Linked DNA regions of Mus musculus: regions 1 and 3 are each linked to region 2. The links are chromatin contacts, called in public promoter capture Hi-C maps. All regions are on one chromosome and are shown on one strand. The core of a region is the stretch at or near the end of the contact, and the rest is flanking DNA. Distances in the headings are between cores, read along the strand shown.

Evidence for each region. Capture Hi-C pulls out chosen DNA fragments and counts their contacts.
Region 1: a contact with region 2 is called in a promoter capture Hi-C map of adipose tissue. The contact joins two enhancer-like sites. A contact is called at or near these places in 5 of 39 promoter capture datasets (3T3-L1-derived adipocytes, the C10 cell line, the HPC-7 cell line and 2 more), 3 of 484 Hi-C or Micro-C datasets (nephron progenitors, neutrophils and trophoblast stem cells) and 3 of 9 other capture datasets (adipose tissue, liver and pancreatic islet).
Region 3: a contact with region 2 is called in a promoter capture Hi-C map of adipose tissue. The contact joins two enhancer-like sites. A contact is called at or near these places in 1 of 15 datasets of contacts at CTCF or cohesin (CD8 T cells), 8 of 484 Hi-C or Micro-C datasets (the AML12 cell line, the C2C12 cell line, Th2 cells and 4 more) and 3 of 9 other capture datasets (adipose tissue, liver and pancreatic islet).

What each region holds. Positions count from the first base shown.
Region 1 is chr12:116,421,615-116,426,160 of GRCm38.p6, forward strand. It overlaps Ncapg2 (non-SMC condensin II complex, subunit G2), which reads left to right. Exons shown (of 29, transcript NM_133762.4): 10 at 1,582-1,668; 11 at 3,008-3,100; 12 at 4,165-4,290. Among named protein-coding and RNA genes, the nearest start is that of Ncapg2, 18 kb to the left of the region's middle. Within about 2 kb of position 2,892, at least 7 of the 459 cell types and tissues checked have an H3K27ac peak or open chromatin away from gene starts, as enhancers often do. A contact at or near this core is called in adipose tissue, where this site is marked.
Region 2 is chr12:116,323,795-116,328,327 of GRCm38.p6, forward strand. It overlaps Esyt2 (extended synaptotagmin-like protein 2), which reads left to right. Exons shown (of 22, transcript NM_028731.5): 5 at 46-118; 6 at 327-416. Among named protein-coding and RNA genes, the nearest start is that of Esyt2, 45 kb to the left of the region's middle. Within about 2 kb of position 2,492, at least 65 of the 459 cell types and tissues checked have an H3K27ac peak or open chromatin away from gene starts, as enhancers often do. A contact at or near this core is called in adipose tissue, where this site is marked.
Region 3 is chr12:116,229,297-116,233,495 of GRCm38.p6, forward strand. Wdr60 (WD repeat domain 60) reads right to left here. Exons shown (of 22, transcript NM_146039.3): 9 at 4,021-4,150; 10 at 3,299-3,410; 11 at 2,393-2,481; 12 at 285-414. Among named protein-coding and RNA genes, the nearest start is that of Wdr60, 32 kb to the right of the region's middle. Within about 2 kb of position 2,410, at least 63 of the 459 cell types and tissues checked have an H3K27ac peak or open chromatin away from gene starts, as enhancers often do. A contact at or near this core is called in adipose tissue, where this site is marked.

The sequences.
Region 1 (4,546 bases), core at 1,642-4,141, 98 kb after region 2:
ACTAGTTTAAATGTGTGGTCATTTTAGTAAAAGGGCAAAGCCAAGACATTTTTCGCCATTGTTTTGTTTGCTTGGTTTTTTTAAGTTATTTTAATTATGTGTCTGTGCAAGGGTTTATGTATGTGTTTATTTACATTGAATTTCAGGCCTCTGGAGGCCAGAGACATTGAATCCCCCTGGAGCTAGAGTTACAGAAAGTTGTGAGCCGCCTTACATCATGTGTGCTGGGAATTGATTAAGTGCTCTGGAAGAGCAGTGCTTACTCTTAGCTACTGAGCCATTTCTCCAGTTCCCCTACCTCCTATTTATTTATTTATTTATTATTTTTAATTTAGCTCTTGAAGTCATGGTCCTCCTATTTTGGCCTTCTAAGTGCTAGAATTACTGGTTTGCTTCATTGTGCCTAGCTTTTAATTCATTCTCTCTCTCTCTCTCTCACACACACACACACACACACACACACACACACACACACACGTGTGTGTGTGTGTGTGTGTGTGTGTGTGTAATTCATACATACATAGATGTATATATTCTTTTTTTTTTACATTATTTATGCTTTATATTTGTGTATGCATGAGTGTGAGTGCACGTGTGCTGTGGTAGAAGTGGAGGTCAGAGGACAGCTCTCAGGAGTCAGTACTCAGGTTGTCTGGATTGGCTACAAGTGCCTTTTAATCAGCAACAAAAAGTTGCTCTCATGGCTTTGCTTATTGCTCTCCTCTTTAAGTCTGTGGCATTGATGTTTTGTTACAGGAGGCATCTGTAGACGGGAATACCATATTCTAATAGTTCCAGTTTAGTTCCAGTTTGTCTTTATGTAACTTCCAGAACATATGGCATAGCTCCTGTCTCATCATTTGTCAGATAGGATGTTACCCCACATTCAGAGATTTATCATTAACTTCAAGGAAGGTAAATTTTCAAGATGATATTGATAGCAATATTTATGTCTTTGCCTAAAGATGTGGCATCCTTGCACTCTGGAGTTTAGGGTAACACATAGTCAGTTGGGCCTAGCTTTTCTTTTGTTTTACCCTGTGGCTTTTTTTCATTGGGAGTTGTCAAAGAGTCTCTCACACACTTCTTTCCTAGCACTTGGCAGAGGTACCCCAGAAGATTTCATGTCTGTCTCTGGAGTTCTGACCTCCACTGTAGAGGTAGCTCCACTGTGGGTTTTGTTTTTGTTTTTGTTTTTGTTTTTGAGAGGTTCTTGAAACAGGTTGAAGCTTGTGTTGTTCCCAGGACAGTATAAGTTTTTTGAGATCTCTGTCTGGCTTATGTATACTTCTTTTTCCTAGTGTCTGTATTTGGTCTGATGTGAGCTGTTTTCTAATGATTTTGGGGGGGGGGCTTACCTTGCTACATTACTCAGATTCCCTGTTCCATCAAATAAAGTAGGAGTAGCTAAGTGTATCGTTGTATACGGAAACGAAAGGAATAGATGCATAGTAACAGCTCTGACAGAATAGCGGACGTTTTCTGAATTAGAGGACAGATTCGCTGCTGCTGCTCTGTGGGGATTCTTGCCTGCCTCACTGCCTGTTTGATGGATGCTTGTCATTGCTCTTGTTGTTTCAGACCATTGAATATGACTGCATCCAGGACTTCATGTTCCATGGCATCCACCTTCTAAGGAGGTCTCCAGTGCACTCCAAAGTCCGAGAGGTGAGGGAGGCACCTCTAATCTACCAATTGTGAGCAGTTGCTGTTGAGATCTTATTTCAGCCTTTCTATTTGTGAATAAGTGTTTTGGCTAAGTTTAAAAATTCACAGTTTCACCCCATCAGTCAAAGGAATTTCTTAGAGTCTTGGTATTTGGTGTTTTGGCAATTTGTTCTGCTACTGGCTCTGTGGTAAGGAAAGAAATGGTACGCTGTCATTATCTAGCCAGGACTGTGTGCTTTAACTTTATGGGGAGTGAATTGTGTTTCACTTTTAAGCTGCTTAAAGTCTCTGTGAAGTGAGAACATCATCTATACCAAAACATGGTAATACTATACTAAAAAAAATCTAGACCATCAATGAAACTCATGAAAAGAAACAATCAGGCTGAGTGTGATGGGGTCTTTTTGTAATTCCATTGATCTGGAGGCTGAAATGGGAGGATCATGAGTTGGAGGATGGCTTAAGAAATGTAGTACGAGACATTTTCTAGAATTAAAAAAGAATGAAATCGTCCATCAGAAAACCATGAGGAATGGATTCCAATAAGGCAAAACTGATTGTTTCTGGGTTCAAGCATTTATACTGAATTATGGGGTGATTCTGACTTTCAAAGGAAATGGATGGTCTATTTGTAATTTATTTTAAGTTTTGGGAAGATCCTGATATCTCAATTAAGCTAGTACTATAAAGAGTATTGAGTAGACGCCCGTTCCTTATGAAACCTTAAGATAGAGAGCTGGTGCATGTCCCTGGTGGGCAGCAGAGTGTTGAAACCTGCTCTTGTTGGGCAATAAAGAGAGAGCTAAAAAGCAGGGCCAATAGTAGGTTCAAAGAACGTTTGAGTCAAGATGAATCAGCCAAAGTCTTGTTCCTGAACCCCTTTTAACTATTCATGCTTCCATTTTGCCCTTACTGTCAGAGCTCTATGGAGTTATGTGGCTCTTGGTAGGCTAATAATAATTTAATTTTTATATTATTTGATTTTTGAGATACGGTCTTGCTGAGTTATCCTGGATAGTCAATTAGTGTAACAACAGGCATGTATCACTGGGTGGTAGGCATTAGAACCCAGGTGGTATTAGAATTCAGAGCCATTGATTGTTATTTTGGCTGTGATTTCTTTTTTCTGATTTGTTGTATTCAAGATTGTCTTGTATCTGCTGTAGGTCTTGCCAGAGAATGTTGTGTCATAGTGGTGGGGTGGGGTGGGGTAGAATAACCTTTCCTCTTGTTCCTGAGCTGTTGTGTTTGCTTGGAGATAAACACTATTACATCTGACTCAAATGCCTTATACATAACTACATGGCCTTTGTTTCCTTTCTCTTTCTTGGGCTTTTAGGTGCTGAGTTACTTTCACCAACAGAAAGTCCGTCAGGGAGTGGAAGAGATGCTGTATAGGTTATATAAGCCCATCCTGTGGAGGGGACTAAAGGTAACATTTTACTGTGTTTCCTAGTGCAGGATGTGCTTGGAATTGATCCTGTGCTAATTCAGAAGGCAGCTAAAACACTAGAGACAGTGCTTTATGGAACTTCAGAACAAAATTTCTTCTGTTTTTGAGCTGTGCTGTTACTGTGTTGCTCATCCTAGCCACCTGGGCTCAAGTGATCTGTCTTCCTGCCTCAATCTCACATGTAAATGGTACTATAAGTATGTGCCACCATTCCTGGCTCTCAGTTTTTGACCTTTATGAAGAGCATTTCTTTGATCTACTTAACTATAAAGGCAGATCAGTTCTGTGCTAAGTAAACAGTCACTGAAAATCGGTGTCTTGGTTTGCACAAACTCAGAGAGATTTGGGAGAGTACAGGCTGCACCACCCGCCTGTTCTTGTACTCTCAAGGCTGTAATGAGGGCAGAAGACAGGGACACTCTGGTTAGCATTCTGATGAATGCCTAGGTCTACACAAATAGCTTTGATTCATTAGAAGGCAGAAACTACCTCTTAATAATCTCTTAATATGACTAACCTTTCTTTTTTAATAGTCTGAAAATTGAAAAGTGTAATCAAATACAGCTCTGAAGTGAGAAAAGTGGTCTTTAATGTCTCTTGACACTGACTGGGAGTTTGGTTTCATTTAAGGATGACCTCACAAAGTTTGGCTGTTTACTTTTGTGATGCCAAGGGCAGAGCCCAGGGCGCCACACACATGGCAGAGTGTGTACTTTGCCACTAAGTTACATCCACAGCCGTTTTTGCTAACTTAAAGGTTAAAACTATCTTATTTTTATTACAATTTATTTGTTTATTTATTAGGAAGTGGTAGCATATGTGGAGGGCAGAGTGTGGCCTGTAGGTGTCAGTTTTCTCCACCATGTGTTCCTTCCTAGGATTGACCTCAGGTTGTTAAATTCAGGTGCAACTGCCCTTGTCCTATGAACATCTTGCCAGCCCCTAAAGTTGTCTTTCATTTGTAAATAACTCTTTACTGAAATTGTGGAAGTATTAGCTTGGGAACACTCTCTGAACTTCTAAAAGTACTTATATTTTTATAGGCCAGAAATTCTGAAGTTCGATCAAATGCTGCATTGTTGTTTGTTGAAGCATTTCCTATTAGAGATCCAAACTTCACTGCTACTGAAATGGACAATGAAATCCAGAAGCAGTTTGAAGAACTGTATGTACGTATTGCTGTGGAGGGCACTCGCTGCTTGCTAACCTCTATGTCTTGTAGCTAGCTGCAGGCTCAGTACTTGCCAGCAGGGTCAGCCTACGGATACCCGTTCTGCCCGTGTCCCCAGATGTACAGAACCACACTGTCCCTTTCTCCTCTTTTTAGTTAGTCTTGAGACATTCCATTATGTATCCTTATATAGTTTTAGGACTATAGCTGTGCATGCCTTGTTCCCAGTAGACATGTGGTAGCACTTTGACTTG
Region 2 (4,533 bases), core at 1,242-3,741:
ATTAATTCCACTCACTTTATGTAATGCAGAATTTTTCTGTGCTAGTTTTGTAGGAAATTGTGAGATTGATTTGGAGATCAAAAGATATTTTTGTAGAGCTGGTGTGAAAAGTATTCAGGTAAGTTTTTTTCAAATTTTCATTTTAGAGTTTTCTAGACTGTATTCAGAAAGAAAAGCTGTGGAGTTTTTATTAGCTAGGAAGGTATTTGAAGTAATTTTCTATTTGTGGTTGTAGTTGAATAAAGTGTAAAGCTATGTGCTTAAAAGTCACCAAGTGACTTTGAAGAGCTATGTTTTCTGACTTGTGGTTTCCTGTCTGAGTTCAGATCCATGGGACAATGCGGGTGATACTGGAGCCCCTGATTGGAGACATGCCTTTAGTTGGAGCTTTGTCCATCTTCTTCCTTAGGAAACCAGTAAGTAGACATTTCATGATGTCATGTCTATCTTTCCTCTCTTGGCAGTAACATGGATATGCAGAAGGATAGAATGGAGGATCAAAATTCTGCCCTTCACTCTTCCCTATCTGATGCATGGTCAATAAAAATTACATTTAAAAGCACAACACATAGAGCTGTACATGTAGCTCATCAAATACTGCCCCCAACACCATCAAAGAAGGTATATTTATCTCAGAGTCTTTAACTTCTGTATGCCTCAAGTGAGGGTTTTATCTCTTGATAAACAATGGTCTTTCCTGAGTAAAAAAATGTTTGTGGAAGTTAGGAAAATCATTTTTAGCTAAGTAAGTTGAGGATACATTTGGCCTGTTGCTAAGTATGATTTTATACCATTTGCTTATTTAATCCTCATACTTCTAAAGCTAAATATTGCTTCCTTGTACTGACCTGGAGCTGACATTAAGAGGTCTATTCATGTAAGCCACACAACAATTAAGTATTGGAGCTTTGGCATAGAACCAGATTAGTCTGGTACAGATTTTATATCCCTAAACACTTTAAGGTAATGCCATGTCTATAAGTCTCCCTCTGACTCGCCTCCTGAGATACATATACCTTCTTTGATAGGGTTGGGGGCAGTATTTGATGAGCTACATGTACAGCTCTATGTGTTGTGCTTTTTTTTTTTTTAAAGATTTATTTATTTATTATATGTAAGTACACTGTAGCTGTCTTCAGACACTCCAGAAGAGGGAGTCAGATCTTGTTGCGGATGGTTGTGAGCCACCATGTGGTTGCTGGGATTTGAACTTTGGACCTTCGGAAGAGCAGTCGGGTGCTCTTACCCACTGAGCCATCTCACCAGCCGTGTTGTGCTTTTAAATGTAATTTTTATTGACCTTTTAATACTTGGCTAAGCATGATGTCAATTCATATTTTTAGATTGTATTTCTTTTCATTATTGTTGTAAATGCCTTGTGCTTGTTAAGCATTATTATTAGAATGAAAACAGGAAAGTAAAGCTATTTCTTACCCTTTCCTGAGTCCTGCAGCCAATGATTAGTGCTACCTTCAGTGCCTGCTTTTTTCTTCCTTTTTTTTTTTTTTAATGCTGAGACTTGAAGTCAGGGCTTTGTGCATGCTAGGTAGACAAGCTCTCTGCTGCACTCAAAACCTAAGCGCTCTCATTCTGGCCACATTTCTCCACTGCCTAACTGTGCATCCCAAGTTCCAACCACAGGGACTCACTGCCCTTGGAAGCAAAATAGTAACTGTGTCCTCCAGTTTTCTTTTTTTCCTTTTCTCCAGAATTCTATCTTAAGCCACTTTGTGTCACTTATTTCTGGAAAGATTCTGTCTTCCAGGACAAGTACCCACTGTAGTTTTGGAAGTTGTACAGCAGAGGCCATAAGTACTAAAGTGAAGGGCACATCTCTTCCCAGAGTCCAGGGGGTGTAGATGAGCTGCTTCTTTGGCGGGATACTGCTTATGAAACTTGGCAGGTTTCCTGGGGAGGCGCTACTAACATCATGTGTAATTTAAATGTGTCATTTGGCTCAGAAGACCCACTGAAAATTGTTACTTGGTTTTAAAAAGACAGTATGCCTAGGCCAGACCAAGTGCAGCGTGGGCAGTGCTTTGTGCAGAAGATTGCACAGCTGCCTTCAGCAGTATCGTCTTCTCTTTCCTACTTTCATGTGTTCAAGTAGATAGTGTACATTACACTTCCAAATGTTTTCAAGGAATACATTAACTTTTACTTTATTAAAATTTTGAGAAATAAATCTATAAAAGATTTAAAATACATCTTTTTTTTCCTCCTACCAGTTTTTTTTTTCCAGAAAGCAGTTTATGTAAAAACTGACTCCATTAGTGCATATTTAAAATGTTCTTTAATAAGTTGCTAAAAACTTTATTTGTCTTTGGAAATATTCTTAACATAAAAATCCTATCCCTTACAAAAACGAAATCAAGACCTCAAGTCTTCCTCAGGACTTAACTGTGCTCTTTCATAGTTTTGTTCTTCCTCAGATGAAGGCACTTGTAAAATAAGTTGCAGCATTAGCTCACAACTGCTGTTGCAATGCCTAGAAGAAAGGGATGAAGTTGAAATGTTCAGCCAGCCTTTTCCTTATATGGTGAACAAAGCTACTGAGCATGCTTTAGAGGGAAGGGAATTTTCTTCAGTTACTTTCAGCTGGAAAATATGAGAACTTATTGCTGTTAGCTGCCAAATAATTCTTCCTGAGTCTGGTGAAAAATACAACCAGAAGGGCTTTTTAGTTTTACTGGTTTTTTTTGTTTTTTGTTTTTTCTGCCCAGATGATTCAGAAACAAGTGCCAGAGACTTGTATTAAACAGTTTCTTGTTTTCTGCCTTCTAGTTTGTTTAATTAGTTTTGATAATGTGATACTTGTGGAGTGACCCTTGAAAATTCTTGACATGATGAAGTTTGAAGCCAAGTGAACAGTCCCAAGTGGAGTATTGGAGGTAGGGTTTGGAGACAGGGAGCACTGCAGTGTGGGGTCTCGGCGACAGCTTTGCACTGCCTGGTTTCTCCTTGTCTTTCTGTGCCATTTCTCTAAGTCCCAGTCTCCTGTCTGTGACAGAGAGTGACACTATACCGTAACTCACAATTGAATGTCTGTGCTCTTAAAAGCACATAGCAAACCTTTACTTTTTTTTTCTTTTTAAAAGATTTTTATTTATTTATTTTTTATATATATGACAAGTACACTGTAGCTGTCTTCAGACACACCAGAAGAGGGCATCAGACCCCATTACAGATGGTTGTGAGCCACCATGTAGTTGCTGGGAATTGAACTCATGACCTCTGAAAGAGCAGTTAATGCTCTTAACCGGTGAGCCATCTCTCCAGCCCCTCTTCAGGAACTTTTGTTCACAAGGTGTTTTCAGAGTCTTCAGTTAACCCCAAAAGAACAAGTTATAAAAGCAGGTCTTTTCCAGAAGTCCTCCACAGAGCAACTGAGGCTTGCTCCATGTGGTTTTCTTTGGAGACGGATTTCAGCCAAGTGAAGGGGATTTCTTTGTCAAGTAGAACTATCTTCCTTTTAGAGTTATAATAAGAATTTGAACCTTACTGGGCTAGAATCCCAGAACTTAACGTATTTTAAGTAAAGGCAGTGAAGGAGAGGAATTTCTTAAATGTAGAAATTATGTTTATTGTACAGTTGACTCTCAGAACCAGTTAGAACCAGGAGTTTGAATTTTTTTGCAACTAGAGGAAGACAGTGCACTGTAATGGCTAACTGACTTTTGGAGCCAGTGGAAAGGCAGTGTAGTGTGACAGATTGAGTGACCATAGCTTTTGCTTCCTTCTCTCCCTCCAAGAAGAGCCTTAGTTTTCCAGACCATATCTGTGATCTGTGTGTTCCCCTCTCTCTCCCCCTCCCCCGTCTGGATAGACCAAGTCTGGGATTGAGAGAGTTGTAGTACAGAGGCTCATTCTACCATTCTTGCAGACAAGTCTGCAGACAGACCTATAGATTCAAACCACACCTTAAGTAGTCCAAGGTTATTTCTTATGCTGAGTTTGCTCTGATCCTGTGAAACCTATAGTTTGGTGTCATTCATTATTTGGACAGTTTTGCACACCTTCCATAGCCTTGTAGCATCCTGAGTTTCAAGGTAGAACTTTCCCTGGCTGCTTTCCTTACCAATGCTGAGTGTATGCTGTAGTTCTTCTGTAGGATAGACTAAGCCTAGAAATGTACCCTGCCACAGTCCCCAAAGGAACTTACTGCAAGGCTTTCCTTGTGCCCATCTACACTGTCAGCTGCTCTCCTTCCTGGCCACAGCCCTACAGGAAGTGTTCTTTCTGGCCTGATGTGTACGAAATGCCGATGTATAGATACAGGGCCTACGTTGGTTTCCATGCCCCTGTTCTGTGGATCTCTGGTTCACTCACTCTTGGTCTTCAGCATTTCTTTGGAGTCTAGCATGAATTGTCTCACCAGCTCCTGTGGGGCTCAATCTTCATTCAGACTGCTTCTGTCTCCTTCAGAGTTGCCTCAGAGAAACCATGTCACTTGGTTGGGCCCTAACGACTCAGCTTTCCTGTGCCATCAGAGTAGTGCTCTTTGCAGGTTTTTCTTTCTTTTTCTTGCCTAAG
Region 3 (4,199 bases), core at 1,160-3,659, 95 kb before region 2:
GACTTAAAACAAACATGGACAATCTCAGTTTCCACTTACTAAATAAGTTCACTAATCTAAATTGCTGTCAGGTCTCTTCTAGTTAAGAAAATCATAAATCATAAACATATTTAAGAAAAGAATACACCCCATGTATTTGCAATTCTGCAGGCATTGAGTGTTTCTATTTTATAGAAAATAAATCCCATCACATTTAAACTATATAACATTACATTAATGATCAGTGTTCTAATAAAAATGTTTGTGTTTAGCTATAAACCAATATCAGAAAAAAAACCTCTTACTCTGAAGAAACGGTAGGCTTGTGTTCAGTTGAGATGAGCTGTCACTGATGTTGAGAGCTTTGTCTTGAGCCCGGGGAATCCAGCTGGGTCCAGCTGCCAAACGGTCCTCTTCAAGCAATACAGCAACCACCTTTGAAAGACAAGTAAGCAGAGCCTGGAGAGATGGTTCAGTACTGAAGAGCACTCCCTTCCAGGAGACCTGGGTTCAATTCCCAGCTCCTACATGGTAGCACACAACTGGCTGTAACCCCAATCCAGGGTCTCCTCTGGCCTCTGCAAGACCAGAATGCACACATATGGTTCACAGATGTATAAGCAGGCAATATCCATACACATAAAATAAAAAATATATTTTTAAAAAGAAAAACCACCCCCAAGGTAAGCCATACTTCTTAAAACACTAACAGCATGCTATCCTTTGGTTAAAAATTACCTTTTGTAGATTTCATTTCTACAAATAAATGTTTGGCTCCACCATACTATAACTTTAAAAATAAAAGTATCTTTTTGTATAATAATAACAGCAAACTAATATAATGTCACAGTATGCCATTATTTCATATTACATGTTGTTTCCTTCATTAAATATAATTAAAACTTCAGAGGAGGAGGCAGCCTGGACATCTAACACCCTCAAGCAAACAAAGTGCTAAGGAGAAGCACAGGCAACCATCACTCACTGACTCTAAGTCAGCATTAAATGCCTGCAGTGGCTCCAACTAGGTCATCTCTAGAACGTGAAAAGACTTAAGAATTAGCAGAAATGGGGAAAGGAAGCAAAAGACATGACTCAAGGACTGGCAGGATTGCATGTAGGTTGGACAGAGATGTGCCATGCACAGATACCATGGGAGCACAGACACCATGGGAGCAGGCTCCCTAACCTGTCACTGCCGTAGAAGCCAAGCAAGCAGGGCTGCAGCAGGCTCCTGTACCCATCCCTGTCACTGCCTAGTTACAGCTCCTCTCCCTCTTCACTGCGCTGCACTGAGGACTCTCTTCTTATAGTTGCAAGAACTTTATACTAAAACAGAATCTAATAATAATAACAAATATGTCAAGCCTAATCCTATTTCTAACATAACAGTCTGATAAACAGGCTTATTCCAAATCAGCCTGTCCAGGCTTAACATTATTAGGCTGTTTATGTCTGCTCCACATTTAAATTCTAAGTTTATATAAAAAGTTTGAGACAACATAGAGATTAGAACATCAACTTCGTATCTTAATATATTAGAAATTACCAATGTTAGTAGGTCACACCTGTGTTAAAGAACTTTGTGATTGTGGAGAGCTGTAATATTACAAGTCACAAACAAATCCTCTTATGCTATCTATCTTTAGGCCTCCTGAGAGCCTTGCATTGCCCACCTTTATGCTTGTCTTTATGACTAAGACTGTCATCAGACAGTGTCTGGGGCCTCCAGCACAGACTTCCTCATGCTGTTGTATCCCTCCTACCCATTGTTCTTACAACATATCTGAAAAGTGCTTTGGTTTAAGATTCACTCTTGATCTGTAACTAGAAACTTAGCGGAAATGTTCACCATGTTGAAACATGGTATTTAGGGTAACCTATATCTCTGGTATTTGGCTGCAACGTAAACTTTCATATTCCCTTTGAGACACTGTGCCTTTTTACATCAACAAAAGATCTTTTTCTTTTAGAAATTTATACTGAAATATGATGATTAGAGTCAGTTGCAAAATAACCAGGTAAATAATGAAAAGGAGAGTGAATAACAAGTCAGATGAGGGAGGTCTGCTGTGGTACATGGTTATGTACTTGAAAGCTTCCCATGGCCAGTTGTTTATTATTTACAAATACTGTGCAGGTTTATACTTGCTTTACCAGTTTAACATACTTGGCTTAAGAGTTTGTTGTTATTTTCAACTGTAGGAAATTATAGTATAGAACCCAAAACTAACAGAATTTTCAGTGACCTATATTTACCTAGTGTTGTTGTGCATGGACTTATATGAATGTTTTACTGATAATCTGTAAGAAAATAATACTTGAGGACAAAGAACTGATTTTAAGCCACAAGGACAACACAGTGAACCCTGAGCGCTAATTCCCAGAAGAGGACACGCAGCACAGAAAGTACCTGGCACGCTGCCCGGAGAAAGTTAGCCAACCTCGGAGTGTCGATCTTCGGTACAACTGTGACATCAGAGAAGTCTTTTTCTTCGCTACCTAAAATACAGGTTTTTTAAGTCAATAAAGTTGACTCCAAAACAGTGAAGCTTTTCAAATCACAGTATTGAAGCAGTGCCACAGATACGGAGAACCTGGAGAAAAGTCAACACTGTCTCCCAACTTCACACTGCTTTACAGGAAGTTCAGAGACTGAATCCTCGTCAACGGCCACGAGGAATGCACTAAAAAGAACCAGTGTGTTTGGTGTGAGTTTTAGGTTACAGATCAAGCATCTAAAGATGAGAAATCTGCAACACCTAGGGTGCAGGGCACCGGCAGTAAGAGAAACCAACCCTGGAGCTTTCTTATGGTGAAGCCATATAGAAAATTCCTTTTAAAAAAATTTTTTTTTTAAAAAAAAGGTCAATGAGTAAAGTAAATTCTATGTGAACAGCTGCAGATGCCTGTATCTTAGAGACTGCTAAACTGCACTGATGGAACACATCTTGAAACTGCACTTCAAAATGACAACACACTGATGAGAATAAACTGTGTTGTTCTCAGAGCAGAGTCTGTCCTGCAGGTGTGGGGTGAAGTTATATCGTGAGTATTTGGAGGACAGTATCTTCCCCATGGCACTACAAATCCTCTCAGGGATCAGACTAGGGTTCAGGCCAATTTAATGATTCCCTGTGATTCAACAGCTCTGATCTCATTCATGAGCTAATTTGTTTTTTCAAAGGAATATTAAAAGGTTACTTCCACAGTCATATACTTAAAACCTCATCAAAAACAACACTGGGATAAAAGGAGTTACATAAAAACAAAACAAATCAAAACATACTGTGAAGAGAGTAGACATCCAACCAGTTACCTCCAGATACAGCCGTGCCTTCTCCTGGGTGTTGGGTCCATACTTCCCTGGTTTCTATATCTTCAGTCTGAATGTCTCTCTCAACATTATCTTCATTGTACTGAACATACGCCTTAGAGGCAAAAGTAGCTTAGAATTAACATCTAGTTTCAATTTCAGATCAATTTGCCATTACTTAAAATAAAAGTAACGACATTTTTAAAAGACCTAATACACTTTTTTTAAAAAGTAAAGTATACTTGGGGTTGGGATAAGGTTAGCCTGTGGGGGACTTTCAAATATTAATTGATGTGGGAAATCCTGCCTAAAAGCAGCTGACACAATCCCTGGGCTTGGGTCCTGAACTGTATAGAAATTGGAGAAAATGAACTTAGTATGACTATGCACGCAGCTATTACTCTGCTCTTCTGACTGCGGATGTAGCATGACTACTACTTCTATCAGGCTCCTGCTGCTAAGATTTGCCTGCTAAGACGGGCTTGTGAGCAAAAATTCAACATAAAAGAAACTAAGGACCTGTCATCTGTACCAATTATTTATCATGCCCCAAGAGGCTATGTTAGACTTTGCATTCTTTGAGTTTATGAGTACCAAGTTGTGAAGCACACGCTTTCTCCTGACTACTGCCTTCAGAGGCCATTTCCAATTCTAATATTGCAGAGTAGACACAAGGCACATGCATTTATACTGTACTTTCATTTTATCAGTTAGGTAGCACTAACCTGCTTGGTATTTTTTTTCCCAAAGTTCCTAATGTACATGTCATACTCATTTACTGGTGGTAGATCCAGGAGAGAAAATGTGAACGAAAAGTCTAAGTCAATAAGCCGGAGCAGTTTTGAACTTCGTGTCCTTTAAAACAGATTGGAAACAAAAATTCAATTGAATAACAAAACTCAGG